2 separate regions of the Capra hircus genome follow, and region 2 is linked to region 1. The links are chromatin contacts, called in public Hi-C maps. All regions are on one chromosome and are shown on one strand. Each heading gives the region's core, a stretch centred on a gene start, on an enhancer-like site or on the middle of the called end of the contact. The rest is flanking DNA. Distances are from core to core; before and after follow the strand shown. Region 1 has its middle 93 kb from the start of TRNAR-CCU. Region 2 holds the start of IRF2BP2 (interferon regulatory factor 2-binding protein 2).

What was found. A called contact is a pair of places that touch in the nucleus more often than the background predicts.
Region 2: a Hi-C map of liver shows a contact between it and region 1, with 4 times the contacts expected there. The contact joins the promoter of IRF2BP2 here to the enhancer-like site in region 1. A contact is called at or near these places in 3 of 5 Hi-C or Micro-C datasets (blood and liver).

What each region holds. Positions count from the first base shown.
Region 1 is chr28:37,607,514-37,611,558 of ARS1.2, reverse strand. No RefSeq gene overlaps it. Among named protein-coding and RNA genes, the nearest start is that of TRNAR-CCU, 93 kb to the right of the region's middle. Within about 2 kb of position 2,363, at least 4 of the 5 cell types and tissues checked have an H3K27ac peak or open chromatin away from gene starts, as enhancers often do.
Region 2 is chr28:37,951,101-37,955,313 of ARS1.2, reverse strand. IRF2BP2 (interferon regulatory factor 2-binding protein 2) reads right to left here and starts at 1,328. Exons shown (of 2, transcript XM_018042454.1): 1 at 182-1,328. The coding sequence starts at 1,184.

The DNA of each region.
Region 1 (4,045 bases), core at 1,114-3,613:
CCACATGGTCATGTATATATGTCAAGGCTACTTTCTCAGTTCATCCCACCCTTTCCTTCCCCCGAATCCTGTGTCCACAGGTCCGAAGAACAGTTGTATATTTTTTTAATCAAAGTAAGGTAGGAGTTTTTGTAGTTATCCTTGAAGGTGTGCCTCTAACTGCAAGTAACAGATAATGTAAGCATGTTTTTTAAAGCTCATTTTTTATAAACTTATCATGAAAATTTGTAATCGAAAGAAGAGCATACAGTATGATGATATACTCTCTCTCCAGATTACTAATTACCCAGATTTTTTCCACATTTGCTTCACTGGTCCTTCTTTTTTTTTTTTTGTCTTTTATCTTTTTCTCTTTGCTGAATTGTCTCAAGGAAAATCCCAAACCTCACGTCATTTCACGCTTTGGTATCTGAGTATACATCGTTAAAACGCATGAATATTATTTCCTAACCTAGGCACAACCCTGTTAAGATCTTTAATGGGTTAAGATCTTAACCCTGTTAAGATTTTTAAGCAGGACAAGAAGAAGTTACTTTAGGGATATCATAAATAGCGTGTGAATATTAAGCTTGAGATAACATTTCCAGTGACTGCAAATACAAACTCAAAAATATGTGGGCAGAAGCAAGCTCTGGAAGATGGAGTGAGATCACTCAAAAGGGGGGCTCAAGTGATGACAAAGACAGGTGATGATGAAGAGTCTGGATAATGAGTTCAAAAGGGCAAGATTCTAAATACGTATATTTACACCTATAATTTTAAATAGGCATGTAATGAAACCAATAAATTAAATTTTATAACTAGAATTTTGACTATTCCACTTGCATCATTAAACGTGTACATATTCAACCCAGCCAAGAAAAGAAACACAGACACGGGTGCACACACAGAAGACTTTTGCAACTTGCTCGTTGGGAAATGGGGTATTGCCTCATATTTGGAGTTGCATATATGGTGTCCTCAACCCATTGCCTGCCAGCCCTGCCAAGACTACTCTTCCTAAGGAAAGGATTCCTACTAGCCTCTACTAGACTCCAAGCACAGTGCCAAGCCCTGAATACATTGCCTGGAGAATCCCAGGGACGGGGGAGCCGGGTGGGCTGCTGTCTATGGGGTTGCACCGAGTCGGACACGACTGAAGCGACTTAGCAGCAGCAGCAGCACTCCAAGGGCATCCTGCCAGCCCCATGTTTTCACTGGGAAGAAAACTGAAGCTCCAAGAAAGTGAGTTATTCTCCCAAGGAGAAAAAGATGGAACGTAGGCGTAGGTCTGACTTAGTTCGTTCTACACCGCTACCTCATAAATTCTTTCTTCTCTCCCTTTCTCTAAGTAACCACTTTAGATCTGAGTTGAACCATGTGGCAATATCAAGATTTCTATTATATACTCAATGAAGGAAAACTGGGAGGCTGAGAGAAGGGTTCCCTGCCTGTGTGATTCACAGTATAGCCATCACTCCATTTTGTCATCGCTGAAATTGTTTCCGAATATAATAGTTGGTGGATAAACAATAGATGACACCACCAAATGGGCCTGTGAATTCCGCTAAGACAACAAAACCAGTCACGGCATTTGCAGAAAGGACTTGGCTTGTGGGTGACCAGATGCTCACAAGTATTTATCATCGTCTCTCTGAGCTCTCCTTGCTTTTTGCCCATTTAATCAGACATCTTCCCAACCAGGGCATCCTTACCGGCCCCACTCCTCAACTGTGGGGTGATCCCCAGCAAATCATTTAACCTTTCTCCACTGAAGTTTATCATTAAAAGGCTATATTGGAAGACCATGGCTGAAACAGCCAAATAACATTAACCAATTAAGGTGAAAAGCACCATAGAAATGCTGTAGGGGCTAGGACTTAACTAGTCACATATGGTTTCATGTAAAGCACTCCAGTTCATCAGCTAACAGTAAAAGCATGCGGGAGTGAAATAGACTGGCTGGAAATGAACTGCAAATTGATAAACATTTAGTTGCTAATGCCCTGTTTATTATTTTTACTAGGATAAAAATTAACTTGCCCGGCCTTGGCCAGAAAACAGATTGAACTCTACCATCTGGGTATTGGAAACGGTATTTCTTTAGCCTCGGGTTTCATCCAGGTTACCGCTGCCAGCTCCGATTTTATTTGTCAATAGGCCCTGACTGTCCAGACAACAGAAATGGGGGAGGCTTCTGGGAAGCACAGTCAACGGACCCAAAAGGGTGACTCTCTGGGGAAGCTTAGGACGTAGGGCCGCCCCCCACCATCCTTGGCGTCTCGCATTTCCCGAGAAAGAGGTTGCCACATGGCCCAGGAAACTGCCTTCCTCCAGCGAGGCCAGCGCGGGCTGGAAGGCGGAGTCTAGGCGCAGAGAAGAGAGCACAGTTAGGAGCGAGCGCGGACGCGCGCCGGGTCGGAGGGCGCTTGCAGGGGGATGGGCGCGCGGGGGGGGACGGGGGCGCGCGGGGGGCGGGGACGCGCGGGGGCGGGGGCGCGCGGGGGGCGGGGACGGCGCGGGGCGGGGGGGCGCGCGGGGGCGCGCGGGGGGCGGGGGCGCGCGGGGGCGGGGGCGCGCGGGGGCGGGGGCGGCGCGGGGGGACGGCGCGGGGGCGGCGGGGGCGCGCGGGGGGCGGGCGGGCGCGCCGGGGGGACGGGGCGGGGTCGGAGGATGCAGGCGGGGCGGGGGCGAGCCCAAGTCAGCTCCGCGGACGCCGGCCTGGCCACGTGACCGCGCCCGCTGCGGCCCCAGCTGCAGATGCCGTCCCCTCCCCCGGGCACTTTTCCATCAGCCTGTGAGCAGCTGGATCAATTTACTCGAGCTCCAGCGCCTCGCACCAGCACGGGCTGAATTATTACTCGTGGAAATCCCCTCTGTTTCAGGAAATCAGGTAGCTTTCAAACTCCCAACAATGAATGGCCCTTTGGGTCCAGGGAGAATAACAAAAAATATAAAACCAAAAAAAAAAAAGACTGTAGGCTACAGGTTTCCAAACAGGCTGTTTGGTTTCTAGTAAATTAGAGAGTGGGCGGATGAGGTACCAAGTAATGTTATGCTGGGGAGTGTGGTCTTCTTTGACGTCACCAAAATGTTTCTCCACTGACCGCCCCCCGCCGCCTTTCCCTTGCTTTTCCCTCCTTGGCCCGTGTGCACCCTGGTCTTTTTCCTCCCTCCTCCTTCCCTCTTGCTGTCGCGGAGACAGATGACATAGGGAAGCTCTGGAAAATCGCTCAGAGTTGTGCAACGGAGCTCGCAGGCTCAGAAAATTCCTATATTTTCAAAAACAAAGGCCATGAGGTTGGAGAGGCGGCGGGGTGGGGAGGGGTATAGATCTTCAGCCACTGTCTCAGCCGGCCAAAAATCATGCGACTCAGGCCAGGAGGGGAAAGGCTGCTAAAAAAACCAGCAGCCACCACCACTGGCTGTACGTTCCTCCCATCCTCTCGCCTGATTAGCAGTTCTGTCTGAGGGAACATTCTTCCTGTGGCAAAGAACACATTCTTGCCTCCAGTCGGCTTGAAATAGAATCCTGGAGAGCATGCACCCGCCGCCCTGATGCTGCACCCGGGGAAGAGGGGAGGCAGCCCCCTCTGCTGTGCATTGAATTCTCCAGCACCCTCGCCCCCCGCACCTCTCCCCACCCAGCTGTTTTTCCTATCCTCACGCAAGGGAGCAACAGCTGCCCCCATGTTGACATAGAACGATCTCGAATGAGTGTTCCACGGCTATATACGTAAGCATTTGTAGCCTGACCCTGCTATCTTTTTATTTCCCCTTTAAGTTGACTTTGGGGCCCAGTTGTTTCAACAAGGACCGCTGTGGTCACTCAACGGCAGGGTCCCGCCCACAGTCACATGGTGAGTGTTGGTGGGGCCGGCAATTCTCTGTGTGGCTAGTAATTGTCATGTAGCTCAGCAAGACTGCTTGGTTTCTACAACATTGTAAATCAACTATGCTTCCATTTTAAAAACATAAAATGAAAAAAACGTAGATTCTGATGCAAAAAAAAAAAAAAGACTACTTAGTTTCTAAAGTAACCTGACTCGTATTCTTTACCCAGGCA
Region 2 (4,213 bases), core at 79-2,578, 340 kb before region 1:
CTCGAGCAGATCAGGAAGTTGGATGTTTGCTATTTCTGGGCCGGGGGAGAACGGCCAATAGGAAGAGCACCCCCTCCTCGGCTCTCAGGCCCCGCTTCGCCCCTAGACCCCCTCACTCCACAGCCGCCCCTACCTGCTTTAGACCCGTTGGCCCCGTTGGCCTCGAAACCCAACAACCTGCCTGCAGTCAGGGCCGGCTCCTTCTTAAACTTGCTCTCGAAGGGCGCCGAGTGGCCGTGCTGGTGCAGCGCCAGCAGCGTGTCTCGCACGGTCTTGGGCCGGTTGACCCAGTCCTGCTCGCCCGGCCCGCGGCCTTTGCCTGCGCCCTCGCTGCCCAGCTCGGCCGCCCCGGCCGCGGTGGACAAGCTGTCGGCCGGGCCGCGGTGCGAGGCCGCCGGCGGCTGCTTCTCCTTGGCCGCCGCCTCGCGCTGCTCGTGCTCCGCGGCCGCGCTGCTCGACACGGACGCCGGCCGCTTGTGGGCGCCCATCTCGGCGGGCTGCGCCGAGCCCAGGCCGGCGGCCGCGGCCCCGGACACGGCGGCCAGCGAGGCGGCGGCACGGCCGCCCAGGCCGAGCGCGGCGGGCAGCGGTGTGGCCGAGCCGTTCATGAGCGGCACCAGGGTGGGCGGCACGGCGTGGCCGCGCCGCGGGTTCGGGCTCTGGCGGTTCAGCTCCGGCGGCTCCTCCAGCTTGGAGAAACCGTTGGGCACCAGGATGCCGTTCACAGGCGGCGGCTGCGGCGTCGGCGGCTGGGCCAGGGCGGCGGCCGGGCGGCTGCCGCCGAAGTCGGAGCCCAGGCGCGGGGGCCGCTCGGCTGCGGCGGCCGCCAGAGGGTAGCGCTCCAAGGCCTGAGGAGCGCGCGGGGCGGCCTCAGGGCCGCCGTGGCCGAGCTGCTGCTGCTGCTGCAGGAGAAGGTCCTTGGCCGAGAGCGGCGGCGGCTTAGCGGCGGCCGGGGCCGCGGCGCCGGGCGGGGAGCGGCCCTCCGGGAAGCAGCCGTGCGCCCGCTTGAGCTGCCGCGCCGTCTCGATGACGAACTCGACGCGGTCGGCGCCCTCGTAGTTGACGCAGCCGCGGCACACGGGCTCGGTGAAGTCCCAGATCATGGCCCAGGGCATGCGGGGCAGGTCACACAGGTAGCACGACTGCCGCCGAGACGCGGCGGCCACCGCCACAGCCGCGGCCATGTCCGAGGAGCCCGCGGCGCCGGAGGAGGAGGAGGAGGCGGAGGAGGAGGGGGCGCCGCCGCTACCCGCCGGCACCACGCGCGCCCTCCTCCCCCCCCAACCCCGCGTCTCCCCCACCAGCGGCGGCGGCGGCCGCAGAGGCGGCGGCGGCGGCGGCAAAGCCCGCGAAGGCTCGGCGCCCGCGCAGCGCCCCCGATGCACGAGGGGCGGCGGGCGCGGGGCGAGGGGCTGCAGCCGCGGCAGCACGTCCCCCCGGCCGGCGCGGGCTCGGGCGGGCGGCGGGGCGGCGCGGCGCGGCGGGCGCGGCGGCGGCGGCGGGGGCTCGGCTGGAGCCGCGGCTGGCCTCCAGACCGGGGCGAAGACAGGCCGCGCGGACGCGGGGGAGCGCAGCAGGTCGCGGCGGCAGCTGGCGCGGAGTGCGGGGCGGGGGGCGGGGAGGTTGGGGGGGCGGGGGGCGGGGGGCGGCCGCCGGGGCAGGCTCAGCCCGAGCGGCGGGGCATGCCGCGCCGGGGCGGCGGCGGCGGCGGCGGCGGCCGGGCGGCGCGGAGCTCGGACGCGGCGCGGACCCCGGGTCGCTCCGCTGCTCTCTCACAGCTCCTGGCGTCGCCGCTCTCCAGCGCCCGCGTCAGCGCCCAGCCCGCCTCAGCTCCGCCGCCGCCGTCGCTGCTGCTGCTGCCGCCGCGGCCGCTCCACTTCTACAGACTTGATTCTTCGACAGCCTCGCAAGGCGCCTGCGCGGGCCCCCTCCCCTCGCGCGCGCGCCCGCCCTCCCCCGCGCCCTCGCCCTCCCCCTCCCCCCGCCGCAGAACGGGCGCTGCTGGGAGAGCCGGCTTCTCTGTGCCCGCCCTCCCGTCCGCGCCGCGGCCTGTGTCCCCGACGTGAACGCGTGGCTGGCGCAGCTTGTTTCCCTGCACCCGCTCCGCTGCCTCGACCACTCGAGCCGAGTTCCCTCCCCTCCAGATCCGTTTAGAGCAAACCGTGTAAAACTCGTGTTTTGAAAAGCAAGGCCACTTTGTAACTTGGTTCTGTCCGTTTTTAAACATCTTTTAAGGAGCTTTATTTGAACTCTTCGGCAAGCGCTTTTACACTCGCATGGGTCTTGGGGAGGACACAGGCGCCGCCGGTCCCCTGAAGTTTCACTAAAAGAGGGCGTGCTCTCAGGCCTAGGATCGAGTCCACCCGCCGCTTCTCGGAGCCCTTCCGGGAGGGAGCGGCAGCACCGCGCGATGCACCCCGCGCTCCCTCCCGGCCAGCCCGCGCTACAGCGCGGGGGTCCCGGCCGCCTGGCGCAGGTTCGCGCGGCAGCCGCGTGACGTGGGCGCGGGGCCGCGGGCCGCGTGCGCCGCCGCCGCCGAGTGCGCACGCTCCGCGCAGACGTGACTCGGCGCCGCTGGCACTGGCGGCTCCATTGAACGAATGCACATTCCAGGGATCCGGGGTCAGCGGCCAAAGAGGCCGCGTCACCGCGCAGGCTCCGCCCCCCCCGCCGGCGACACTAGGCCTCCAGGCCCCGTCCACGGGGCCAAACTTGGACTCCAGGTGGCGCGGGGCACGGGCACGAGCGGCGGTGGGGTCCGCGCGCGCTTGGGGGTGAGAGGCAGGCTGGCCCGCGGGTCGCGCGGACCCGGCAGATCTCAGCCATTCCCGGCCTCGCTGGGTGGGCAGGGCCGACCTCGAGCCCACCACACCGCCCAGGATGGGCTTAGGTGGGTGCAAACCCGCCTGGCGCGAAGGCGACATGTGGGTGCAGAGCCAGCCAGTCTCGCCGCGTTCTGCCACCGTTGGCAGCCACAGGCTGTGCCCAGACTGAATTGAGCACTTGAGTTTCACACTTTTATCGGGAGGAGGAGCTGGCGTGTGTTATGGTAAATCACTTTTGGCTGGTCGTTAGTCTTTCTGACTAATAGACGCGGGCTTAGTCACTCTCAGTTGGGACCTTTACACTTCAGCTCTGGAAGGGCGGCCTCCCGAGCTTCCTTTGTTGGAAAACAGGCCCACCTCTCTCCCTGAGACTGGAATGAGCTGGTTAAGTGTGGGAAGAACAGGGTACTAATTATATTATCTTCCCTACAACTGGATTGGTAGGTGGAGAGAGAAAAAAATCCTGCTGACGTTTCTCTCTAGTTGTTGCTATTGAAAATGCCAGGTTGCCTCAAAGAATTAACCACAGGGAAGAGGAAAAACACCCTTAGAGAAACAGTGGAGGGAGCTGCTTAAAGCACATGAGAAAACCTGTTCGAAAATGGCACAGAAAATGTAATGCCAGAGCTAAATGTTTTTGCAGGCAAAGCCTGAATGTCTTGTGGGGATTTCCAGAGAAGGTGCGCCTCCATAAAGGTCTCCCCATCTGCTCCCGGATCTTGCCCTGCAATTACAATCCTGCCTCACCCTTTTCTAACTGGGAGGATAGGACCCCGATCCCCAGCAACTGGTGGATTTGGCCACACCTGGTCCCTGCTATCATGCACCGTTTTCAGGACCTGTCACTCTCCTAGGAGACCCAGAGCCTCTCCTAGCATGTAACTTAAACCACTAGGGCACTAACCAAAGGGAATAAGACCCAGGCTCTGTGCTGTAGAGAGATGAGCCATCTCAATACCCCCAAGAAGTGGCCTTAGTAGGCTGGGGTGGAAATATTAAAAGAAAACAAGTCGGGGTTACAGCCACGGCCTAATTTTACTCATTTACCTGCAAGCAGGCAGGCACTGTAATATCCTCGTGGGACAGCCTGTCGCTCTATCCCAAAATAGAAACACTGAGCTCCAAATTCTGCCTTGAGGGGTACTAAGTCAGGGTTTTTATGGAACAGAGCTTTTCTTCTCCAAATGAAGAGCATTTCCTTTTTATTTTACACTACCAGTTTAGTGTTGAAACCAAGTTGTTGTAACTTCCCTAACGAAATGCCCACTGGAAGATGGAAAGGTTTGTTTTAGTTCTGGTTTCTCTTGCCATAAAAGGATCCGGAATCAAGGGGGTTAAGGCTGGCCATGGGTCCAGAGCAGCAATTCCTTATATTGTATCTAAAGTCT